Regions from separate parts of the Rattus norvegicus genome. Here region 2 is linked to region 1. A link is a contact called in public Hi-C data. All regions are on one chromosome and are shown on one strand. Each heading gives the region's core, a stretch centred on a gene start, on an enhancer-like site or on the middle of the called end of the contact. The rest is flanking DNA. Distances are from core to core; before and after follow the strand shown. Region 1 holds the start of Dhcr7 (7-dehydrocholesterol reductase). Region 2 has its middle 58 kb from the start of Shank2.

Region 1 (5,215 bases), core at 1,443-3,942:
GATGACACCCTAGGTTGCATTCCAGCCTACACGCACCGGCACACACACACACACACACACACACACACACACACACACACTCACTCCACCTCCTGACTGGCCCATCTGGGCCATCCGTGGGTGACCTTTTGCTATTAGGACCCTGAAAACTCCAACGTCAGCTCGAGCTAACAGCCGTTCTGAACACATGCCTTTATAAAACCGTGCTTTATTAATGCACATACAGACCACAAGCCACTTCACCTACGCCGTTCCCCATGCCACTCATTGTCCTGTGCCCTACTCCATAAATATCTCTAAATCCTACCCTCCAGGGGTGGATTGAAGATTCAGTTGTCCATGTCCACCCCCAGCTACGTTGCAAAACACCTTTCAATGATTGGTACATTGTACAGCAGACAATGAGGACCTAGTTTGGTACTGCTCTCAAAGAAGGCTAAGACATATTACTCAAAAAAAAAAAAAAAAAGAAAGAAAGAAAGAAAGAAAGAAAGAAAGAAGGCACATGGCCAGTTAGTCTAGCCAATGGGTGAGCTCCAGTTTCAGCGAGCGACCCTATCTCAAAGGACAGGATGGAGAGAAAGAGAGAAAGACACCTGTACAGGCCTCTGGTCTCCACAAATAAGCACGCACAGGCATAAAAGTCATACCCCCCACACACATCCACATCCATCACACACACACACACACACACACACACACACACACACACACACACACACACATCTACAAACACCTCCCCCTACACGCCTCCCTCCCCACACACAATTCCAAAGGACTACACTGCTCATAGATGGGACCCTAGAACACAGGGTCAGTAAGGAAAAAAACCAACCACTTGTCTATCCTGATAAAAGTAAGTCAGTGGTTTGGGACTGGCAAGATGGTGCAGTAGGTAAAGTGCTTTCAGTGTAAACCTGGCTGCCTGGGTTCAATCCCTGAAACTTAAAGACAGAGAGAGAAAACCAACTACACAAAGTTGTTCTCTGACATCCACGCATGGCTCACAGCGTGTGCACCTGTCCACCTGCCCAAACCCCGCCCCCCCATACACACAATGAAGACACACTGTATAGCAGTGGTTCTCAACCTCTGGGCTGCAACCCCTTTGAGGATGCATTTCAGATATTTTGCATATCAGATATTGACATTGCCATTCATAACAGTATCGAAATTACAGTTCTTCAGTAGCAGCAAGATCGTTTTATGGTTGGGGGTCACCACAGTATGAGGAACTGTAATTGAAGGGTCACAGCATGAGGAAGGTTGAGAAGCACTGCACCATAGTAACAAATGTTTGTTTTTTTTTTCTTGTTTGTCAAGACAGAGTTTCTCTGTGTAGCTTTGTCTGTCCTGTAACTTGCTCTGTAGATCAGGCTGGCCTCGAACTCATAGAGGTCTGCCTCTCTTTGCCTCCTGATTGCTGGGATTGAAGGCATGTGCCACCCACCATTGCCCGGCAGAAATTTTTAAAATTTTTGAAAAGTTAAAAGAGCTGAATTTTTGATAAAAGACCATCAGCTAATACGTTTAATACGTTTGGAGGAATGCTGAAATCAAGCCAACTGTTCCTACCAAGAAGTAGGCCATGTCCCAAGTGTCCTCAAAGAATGCTAAGTCACCAGGGCCAAAGGTTGTTTGGAAACATTGTATTTACCAGTCTCAAAATAACACTACCTTCATTTACTTATTAATCAAGAGCAAGACAGGGACAGAAGAAACGGCTCAGGGATTAAGAGTACTTACTGACTTACCTTGAAGAAGATCCAGGCTCAATTCCTAGTAACCATGTGCCAGTTCATAACTCCAGTTCCAGGGAGTAACCATGCATTATGTATGTATGATGTATGTATGTATGTATGTATGTATGTATGTATGTATGCATGCATGCATGCATGCATGTTGAGAGCGCTGGATGCCTTGGGAATGGAAATACCGATGGCTGAGTAACCATGTGGGTGCTGGGGCTTGAACCCTGGTCACCTGAAGAGCAGCCAATACTCTTAGCTGCTGAGCCATCTCTCCAGTCCCGACCGTATATTCTGTATAACCTATTACTCTAGTCAAATGTGTACCCTGACTGGATCCCGGGGTTTGGAGAAAAAGAGCAATAAAGGACATTGTTGGGCAGCTGATGCACCAGCACGTGGACAGTAGCTAACAGTGCTGAAGTCACATCCATTACCAGTTTGTTTCATTGTGGTTGCAGAGGAGACTCTCGCCAGGAGAGGGCGACTAGCGACTGTAACTAACGAATGTCAGGTGGCGCGGAGGAAAGAGTTGAGAATGAAACTATCCAAAGCTGCTTTGTTAAGGCTCAGCTGACAGGAATGCGGGCTGGGCTTTCCCCAAATACCCTTTGGGGCACGAAGGTGTGACTGAGTCCTGCCCACCAGAGGACCCGTTTGGCTGTCATACTAGGGCCACATTCACAGTCTGCTAGAGGCCTCTTCCTTGCGGGACTGGTCTGGTCCTGCCTCGCGGTCTCGGCAGTATCTGTTGTCCCGTGCAGGAGATGCTCTCCTTCAGGAAGGAGTTCTGCAGCAGGGTAAACTGAGGCACGGGAGGAGCAGGATCGGAGCTTGCGTGGCAGAATCCACAATTGTATCCTTCTTCCCCCAAAGCAGAATCGGACCCAAGTCCCCAGGGGCGTGGGCGGGGCGGGGCTGGCCCTGCTGTCAATCTCAAGACTGCCGCCGCCGACTGGAGGGCCCGGTGGGCTCCGAGTCAGCTCACTGCCTTCACCAATCACAGGGCGCGGCTCACGAAATCCACTTCGGATTGGTAGTCTGTGACCTCACGTCACCTGGGGGCGGTGCTTCAGGCAGACACTTAGGGCGCTGCTGGAGCTCGTGAATCAACCGCCCGGATCCCGCACGCAGGTGAGGTTTTGTGTGCACGGACCGGGCTATAGTACAGGAGAAGGACTGTGCGCACAGACGTGGGAGGTGGGGGGGAGGGGATCGTCGAGAGTGCAGAAGCGTGGGCCATATGTACAAAAAAAGAGAATGAGTATTCAGGAAGGAGGCAGTTTGTGAGATTGGGCGGGGGTGGGAGGAGATATGTATGTAAATGAGGGTATGCGCGTTTGCACAGGTTTTAGGTAGATTGGCGAACAGATGTGCAGATTTAGAGGCGTGTGCACCGGAGCGAGGGTTGTGTGCTCTGGTTTGGGGAGATGTATGCTGAGGGAGGGGGTCTGAATGCCGGGTAGGAGGGGAGATGCTTTGCCCAGATGGTCCAGGTGCACCTGTGATCAGGTGTGGAGGTGGACTTTGCTTAGCTGGGGCCTGTGGCCAGGAGAGCAGCCATCTGCTGTGGGATGAGGGTCCAGCTCCCTGAGAGACCTTTGAATGCTCAGGTATAGAGGGGCAAGTATAAACTCACCCCTTGGCATATACAGCCAGGAGAATCTCTTCACTGGATTTGAGTGATTCGATTTATTCTCTCAGGAGATAGATGGATTGCCCACTGGCATGAGGATCATGGGAAGCTCTAGGCATACCTGACCTCCCCAGTTTGTGGAGAGTCCCCTGTCCCCCTAAAGATCAGGATGGTGTTCAGAGGAAGAATTCCAAACGGCAGAACATCTTTAATTTTTGAGCTACTTCTGATAGAATCTTTTTGAAACGGTTCTTTCTAGCCCTGGGTGCCAGAGCTTCTGATTTCTTTGGTGATTTTCGGTGGGTGTGACGTAAGTTTACATGTCTATACAGAGCATTGCAGGAGGTTCTTTTGTCTGCCAGCTGCCACGGCCCCAAGTATTTCCCAGGATAAATTCCCATCGGTACACATAGGGGGACGTGCTTCTCGCCATGCACCCATTTCTGGGATTTCCTACCTTTTCATCTTGACATCCAACCCGAGGCTAACAGATTTCCAGATTGGACACCCTACTGCTTCTGGAATATTCCATCAACATAGATGCTTTTCTGTATGGAAGATCCCTGGAATCTGATATGCAGAGTTAGCCATGTTATTATTTCATAGCCTCCCAGTGTGCCAAAGTAGAGTACCAGGCACAGCCTTGTCTCTTAGGCTGTGTGAGCAGTCACCGAATTGCCCTGACTTCTTTTTTTCCCAGCGTCTCATCTGTGAACATTATTAATTCTTCCAGTGGGCTGGGCACCTGGCACTTGGCAAATGCTGAATGGATTGTAGCTCTGGCAACAGGCTGTGTCATCCAGTGGAAGCCCGGCAGCAGCTCCTTGTAGACATACCTTTTTGTTGCCCCTTCAGGGTGTGTGGAATGACTGTGCTGTGGCCACAAGGGTCTGGTGATGTCTCATACCCCTTCCAAGGAGAGATGTGAAAGGCTCATCTTTCCCCAGCACTGCCTGTCTGTGTTTCTCACCGCCTCAAGGCCACCAATAAGCCAGGTCAAGCCAGCCCACATGGGTCTGCAGGAGGAGAGTCTACTCCCATGAAACACCTCCCCAAATTGCTGACCTATATAGAAACCATGAGAGATGCTGAAAGACTTGTTTAGGTTTGCATGCCCCGGCTTTGTGCTTTCTGCTGATTTCGTAGCTGTCTCCTGACCTCCACACGTGCTCCCTTCTGTAGGATGGATAAATAAAAATAAATAAATCGTATTAAAAACTTGACACATACATACAACCCCTAGGGGTACATACGTAGGAGATGAAGCCAGAAGGGTTAGAAATTAAAAGTAGTTCTTGGCTACAAAGCAAGTTCAAGACCACGTGCCCATGTGGAAGGAAGAGCCTGTTGCCTTCCTCTGTGCTGGCTGTCACCCCTCAAGGCCACAGGTGTTCTGCTTTTAGAACCAACCACTCTGGCTGTAGCAGCCTCCGTTACAGGATGTTTGCATCTCAGGCTTTGGTGCCCCACACGACACCTCCCCTGGGGTCTACAGCCATCAGGTTCATGGTAAACACTTTTTGCTTTCCGTGAATTGTCACTGAAATCATCCCACCTCCTTGGGTGTGGACATTTTTCCAGTTGCTGTGTGGCCATGTTGCCGATGGTGGGATAGTATATCCCTCGACCTATCTCTTGCCTTTGGCTTTGTCTGGTCAGGTGAACAAAGCCTTCAGCTTTCTAGACCTGAGTCATGTTGTTTCCTTTTCCTTTACTTTTCCTTCCTTTTCGTAAGACAGGGCCTCACTGTTTTGCTCTGCTGACCTGGAACTCACTGTGTAGACCAGTCGGGCCTCAAATTCACAAAGATCTATCTGTCTCAGCCTCTCAG
Region 2 (5,215 bases), core at 1,752-4,251, 97 kb after region 1:
ATGTGTGTGGAGGGGGTAGTTTTGTGCTACCATGAAGCTCTGCCTTCTCTTCTCATAGGACTGAGTGGTCCTACTCCACTGTCTTCGCCCAAACAAGCAAGAAATGTAAGTTGTCACAAGCTGAAGTGCGGCTCTTTATAGCAGCTTTGTTCTGAGTCACCAGGACCAGAAGCCACCAAGATGCCAGTCTGTAGCTACCTGGAAGAAGCAGGCTGTCTGTGCGGATACAGTAGGATATTAGCCAGTGACAAAAAGGACATGTTTCCAAGCCACGAGTGAACATTCCAATTGCTGGACAAAGCACAGTAGTCAGGGAGGCACAAAAACACACAGGCTCTGTGGTTGCCAGGGTGTGGGGAGTGAAGGGCAGAGCAGGCAGAGCCTGGGAGACGTTTAAGGTGACAAGACGATGCCGTGTGCACCAGCCTGGCTTCTGGCACAGGACCCTGGAGTCTCACCAGAGGGTGACAGCGGGATTGCCTGCACCAAAAGCCACAGGATCCTGACATTGACCCTGACAAAGCAAGTAGCAAAAGAAAGTCAAAATTAGGAGAGAAAATATTCACCTATGTCAGAGCACTGGATTTTTCTTTTCAAGAAAAGTTTAAATCTTTAGCTTTTCTTTTTTTATTCAGTGACTGGGGCACGGGGCATAAGCCCACAATTCTCAGAATCCACAGTGTGGTGTGACTGAAGATTCTCAAGGTGAATATGGAGTCAGATGCGGTGTCTCATGCCTATAATCCCTAACACTTGAGAAACTGAGGCTGGGGTGCTGCTGTAAGTTTGAGAATAACATAGATTGCACACCGACTTCCTGGCTATCCTGAGCTGCAGTGTGAGACTCTTGTCTTTGAAAAACACAACAACTGGGGCTGGGGAGATGGCTCAGCAGCTAAGAGCAATGGCTGCTCTTGCAGATGACCCCGGCACTGTTTGGACACTCACCTCGCAGCTTGCAACCATCTGTAACTCCAGTTCTGGGGAATCCAAGATTCAACGCGCTCTTCTGTTCTCTGAGGGCACTGAACAAAGAATCTCTCTCTCTCTCTCTCTCTCTCTCTCTCTCTCTCTCTCTAACACACACACACACACACACACACACACACACACACACACACACACACACAATGATGTGCATGGCTCAAGTCCCAGGTTGTTTTAAATGGTTGTTTATGACCTTTACCCATGTTTGAGTATCAGCCAGTCCCCAGAGTGGGAGGATGGTTTCTGTCAGCCCACAACATTCCCGAAGCAGCTGCTCAAATGTACAATGACAATTAGGAAACCTAGGCAGCCTAGGGGCTGGGTGGGATGTGTCTATTTCCTTTTAAGCCTCTTTAATGTGGAGAAATGGATCCAAGTGCCAAAACCTGGAGTGAGGGGCTGGACCTGCCCATGGTGGGGTGGGTGGCTCCAGGGCAGACCTGAGCTACAAGGAGGGTCATGTTTTGGAGCATGCTCACCCACCTGTGCCCTCTATGGGCCAGGCACTGTGTAGGCACAGGGCACACAGAAGTGACACCTGCATGCCTGACTTCCAAGCCTAAGGACAGTACTAGGAGTTCATCTTTGGAGTACTCACTGTTGGTTATGGCCTCCGTGGACACTGTGCTGTTCCCAGCACATCTTTCACACATGCCTGCCCTATTTATTTATTTATTTTTTGATCTATCTTCTTGCCTGTGACAAAACACCCGAGGAAAGCAACTGAAGGAAGGGAAGGATTGTGGGCATTTTCTCAACCTACTTTAATAAGCATTTAACCTCGTCTCTAGCCTACCACCGACCAGAGGTAGTAGAAAAGAAAAGGCATTAGGACATGGGGAAGTAAACCTGTTTAGAAATGGTTCTTTGGGGGTGAAGCCCAATCTTGGTTGTCAGGATATCGGCAGCCCGGTCCTCTAGCAAGACACTAACACGAATGAACAGCAGCAGTCCAGTCCATTCAGCAGTCACCACTCATGAAACAGCAAGGGCAGGTCAATCCAGAAGAAACTGGGAGGCTCACCAACTGCTCCAAGTCCTTGGATGTGGCAGGAAGCCACAGGAACCTCATGAGAAGTTCTTGGCGAGTTTCTCGAGTTTCTGTCAAGTCACCACAAGTAAAGCCCAACACTGCAGCAAACCAATAGGTGCATGTCTGAGGTGGAGCAAAGTGAACCAGTGCTCCAGCTCCCACTGTCTGTGGGGTCATATTTATATTCTTTCTAAACATCATGCTTCCTATGTTTTCTATAGCAAAACATCTTTCACCTGTGGCTGCTTCAGCAAAACATCCTTTCACCTGTGTGCCCTGGCAAAACATCACTTGACATAAGTGACTTTCCAAAGAAACCGGAAGTTTCCACTTCAAAGTGTTTGTTTTGGCTCATAGTTTGAAGGTACCATCCATCATAGAGGTAAAGGTTATGAGGTCACATGACATCCTCAGTAAGGAAGCAGAAGGAGATAAACCTGGTACTCAGCTCACTTTCTTTTTCTTTTTAATAATAGTTTATTTTTTAATTTTATATACATTGTTGTTTTCCCTGCCTGTGTAAGGGAGTTGGATCTCCTGAACCAAAGCTACAGGCAGTTGTGAGCTGCCATGTGGGTGCTGGGAATTGAACCTGGGTCCTCTGGAAGAGCCATCTCTCCAGACCCCACTTTCTCCTTTTTTTATTCATTCCAGGATGCCAGTCCATGGGATGGCGTCCCCCACATTCAGGGAGGGTTTTTCCACCTCAGTTAACTTAATCCAGATAACTGCTAACTGGAATACCAAGAGGTTTATCTCCTAGGTGATTCTAAATCCTTCAAGTTGACAGTTAAATGAGCTATCATGAAATCTCAGGCCCAGAAAGTTCTGGAATGTGTACCAAGTCCTCATCATGTCCCTGAAGATTTTGAATGGTCAGTCATGGTTTTTAGCCAAGGTTGATGATGGTGAAACCTGCCCTTTCTGGGCTATGACAGTATGTGGAAACATGCCCTGTTGTCACAATTTGGAGGTGCCATTAGCATCCAGAGCCACAGACTGGGGGGAGGCTGGGGAGAGTCTCATGTGCTCTGGGCATCCGCATGCATCAGGGACGCTGAGCTGAGACTTGGCAAGCCTACCTGTGCCTGGTGGCTCAACCATGGAGGATGCAGGTCTTGAGGAACAGGAAACAAAGGGAAGGCCTAAGACTGGACATCGGTCTTCAAGAGGAGCTGCGTGAGCAGGGTTACATATCAATGCCCGATTGAGGGCTTACATAGCCGCTCTTGGTATTGTCTAGACACAGTCTAGGTCTGTCTGAAGACACCTAGTATGGCTAAGAACAGCCATTGAGAACTGTATGGAGCAGGGGTAAAGTCCTCCCCACAGGGCTTCCTTGAAAACCAATCACAGATCCCGGCCCAAGGGATATTTCCATGTCCTCACACTCTGAACTTCTGATGGGAACATTATTTGGGGAAAAAGCTAAATACAAGAATTAATTCATCAGTTCAAATAAAATAAAAAGGAAGTTGAATCATTGACTCAAGTGCTGACTCTACCCTCCATGGGTCACTACTAAGCCACTGGTGAGAGGCCAGGGGTGCATTCCCCCCCCCCCCAGGACTCCAAGAAGGAGCCATCTCTTGACTTTCATCTCCCAGCCCCTAGGACCATCAAAAAGTGAAATTCTGTTGTTTATAGTCACCTTCAAGCCTCAGAAAGCAGCACAACTCCAGAGCTTTATTTCAGGTCTTTCACAGGAAACTGACCAGGGCATCATAAATCTGAAAAATAATGAGAACATTCACTTTGGGGTCTCAGGCCTCATATCATAGTGCTCTCTGGTACCTGGCTGGTGATGAGTGTTTAGAGACTGGAAGATTCCAGATACACAGAGAAGGTTGATCGATATCAGAATCAGCCAGTCAGGGGATTAATAAGAAACCAACCCTTTCCATAATTGAAAAGAACTGTTCACAGTATGGGAAAAGTCTTTAAATTTTTCTTTTATTACGTGCACTTTTTATTTGTGTGTGCACGTGAGGGTCAGGGGACACCTGTGAGAGTGAATCTGTTCTCTCCTCCCCACATGTGGGTCCCAGAGGTCAAACTCAGGACATCTGGCTTGGCAGCAGGCTCTTTACCTGCTGAGCCAACACGCCGCCGCTGGACAAAGGTTGTTTTCTGAAGCACTTGCCCCTGAAAATTTGGATGATGACAACAGAACCAACATGGTGGGGACATGCCCTTATCTTTGTGCAGAAGTGCAGTGACGGGGCTGGGGATTTAGCTCAGTCGTAGAGCGCTTACCGAGGAAGTGCAAGGCCCTGGGTTCGGTCCCCAGCTCCGAAAAAAAGAACAACAACCAAAAAAAAAGTGCAGTGACTTCTGACATTTTGCAGTGTGTTTCAGCTTTTTAGGATAGTATCTGACACTGTTAGACAGGGTTAGCGGAGACCCAACAACCTCATGCACATACGGGGAACCAGGCAAGTCCTTTGGAGTCTCCTTGCTGTGGGCCACTTGCTGGTTTATGTTTTGTCAACCTGACACAAGCTGGAATCATCTGGGAAGAAGGAATCCAGTGAGAAAATGCTTCCATCAAATTGGTCTATGGGTCTCTCTCTCTCTCTCTCTCTCTCTCTCTCTCTCTCTCTCTCTCTCACTCAGGGTCTCTCTACACAGCCCTGGCTATTTTAGAACTTGCTATGTAGACTGAGCTGGACCTCTGGAACAGTAGCTAGTGCTCTTATCCACGAACCATCTCTTCAGCCCCACATCTAACATTCTTCATAATCTATCTCTGACCTCCTGCTTCATATTTAAAGTCCAGTGGCCAGTGGAACTCTGCTCAGCAAACCATGAGCCCCAAAGGCCCTTTCTTTCTTAAGTTTGCTTTGTCTCATATTTTAGCCTTGGTGAGGAGATAAGTAACCATCACATGACCCAGCAGCAGAACTGCACTGGAGTCACAGACCAACAGGCTGGATAAGCCTTGGATAATTAAGCACCTGAACAATGCCGTTACAGGAAGTCGTCAGCCATGCTCAGAAATTACTCATTCTCCAGCTAATGGGCTAGCACAGAATGGGAACGGGGCTGGCTTCCAGAAAGTGGTTCATGAGCCAGTGGGGGATGGGGTGAGGCAGCCTTCATCTCTGGCCAGTATTACACCCACGCAGAAGTGCACGGAGGGTCTGATCGAGCTCCCCTAGCCCTGTTCCAAGCTTCCCCATCACTGATAGCAGC

What was found. Hi-C and Micro-C count contacts between places; a contact is called where the count stands out from the background.
Region 2: a Hi-C map of liver shows a contact between it and region 1, with 4 times the contacts expected there. The contact joins the enhancer-like site here to the promoter of Dhcr7 in region 1. A contact is called at or near these places in 4 of 12 Hi-C or Micro-C datasets (the A7r5 cell line, kidney and liver).

Annotation. Positions count from the first base shown.
Region 1 is chr1:208,441,742-208,446,956 of GRCr8, forward strand. It overlaps Dhcr7 (7-dehydrocholesterol reductase), which reads left to right and starts at 2,693. Exons shown (of 9, transcript NM_022389.3): 1 at 2,693-2,882.
Region 2 is chr1:208,538,005-208,543,219 of GRCr8, forward strand. No RefSeq gene overlaps it. Among named protein-coding and RNA genes, the nearest start is that of Shank2, 58 kb to the right of the region's middle. Within about 2 kb of position 3,002, at least 1 of the 93 cell types and tissues checked has an H3K27ac peak or open chromatin away from gene starts, as enhancers often do. A contact at or near this core is called in liver, where this site is marked.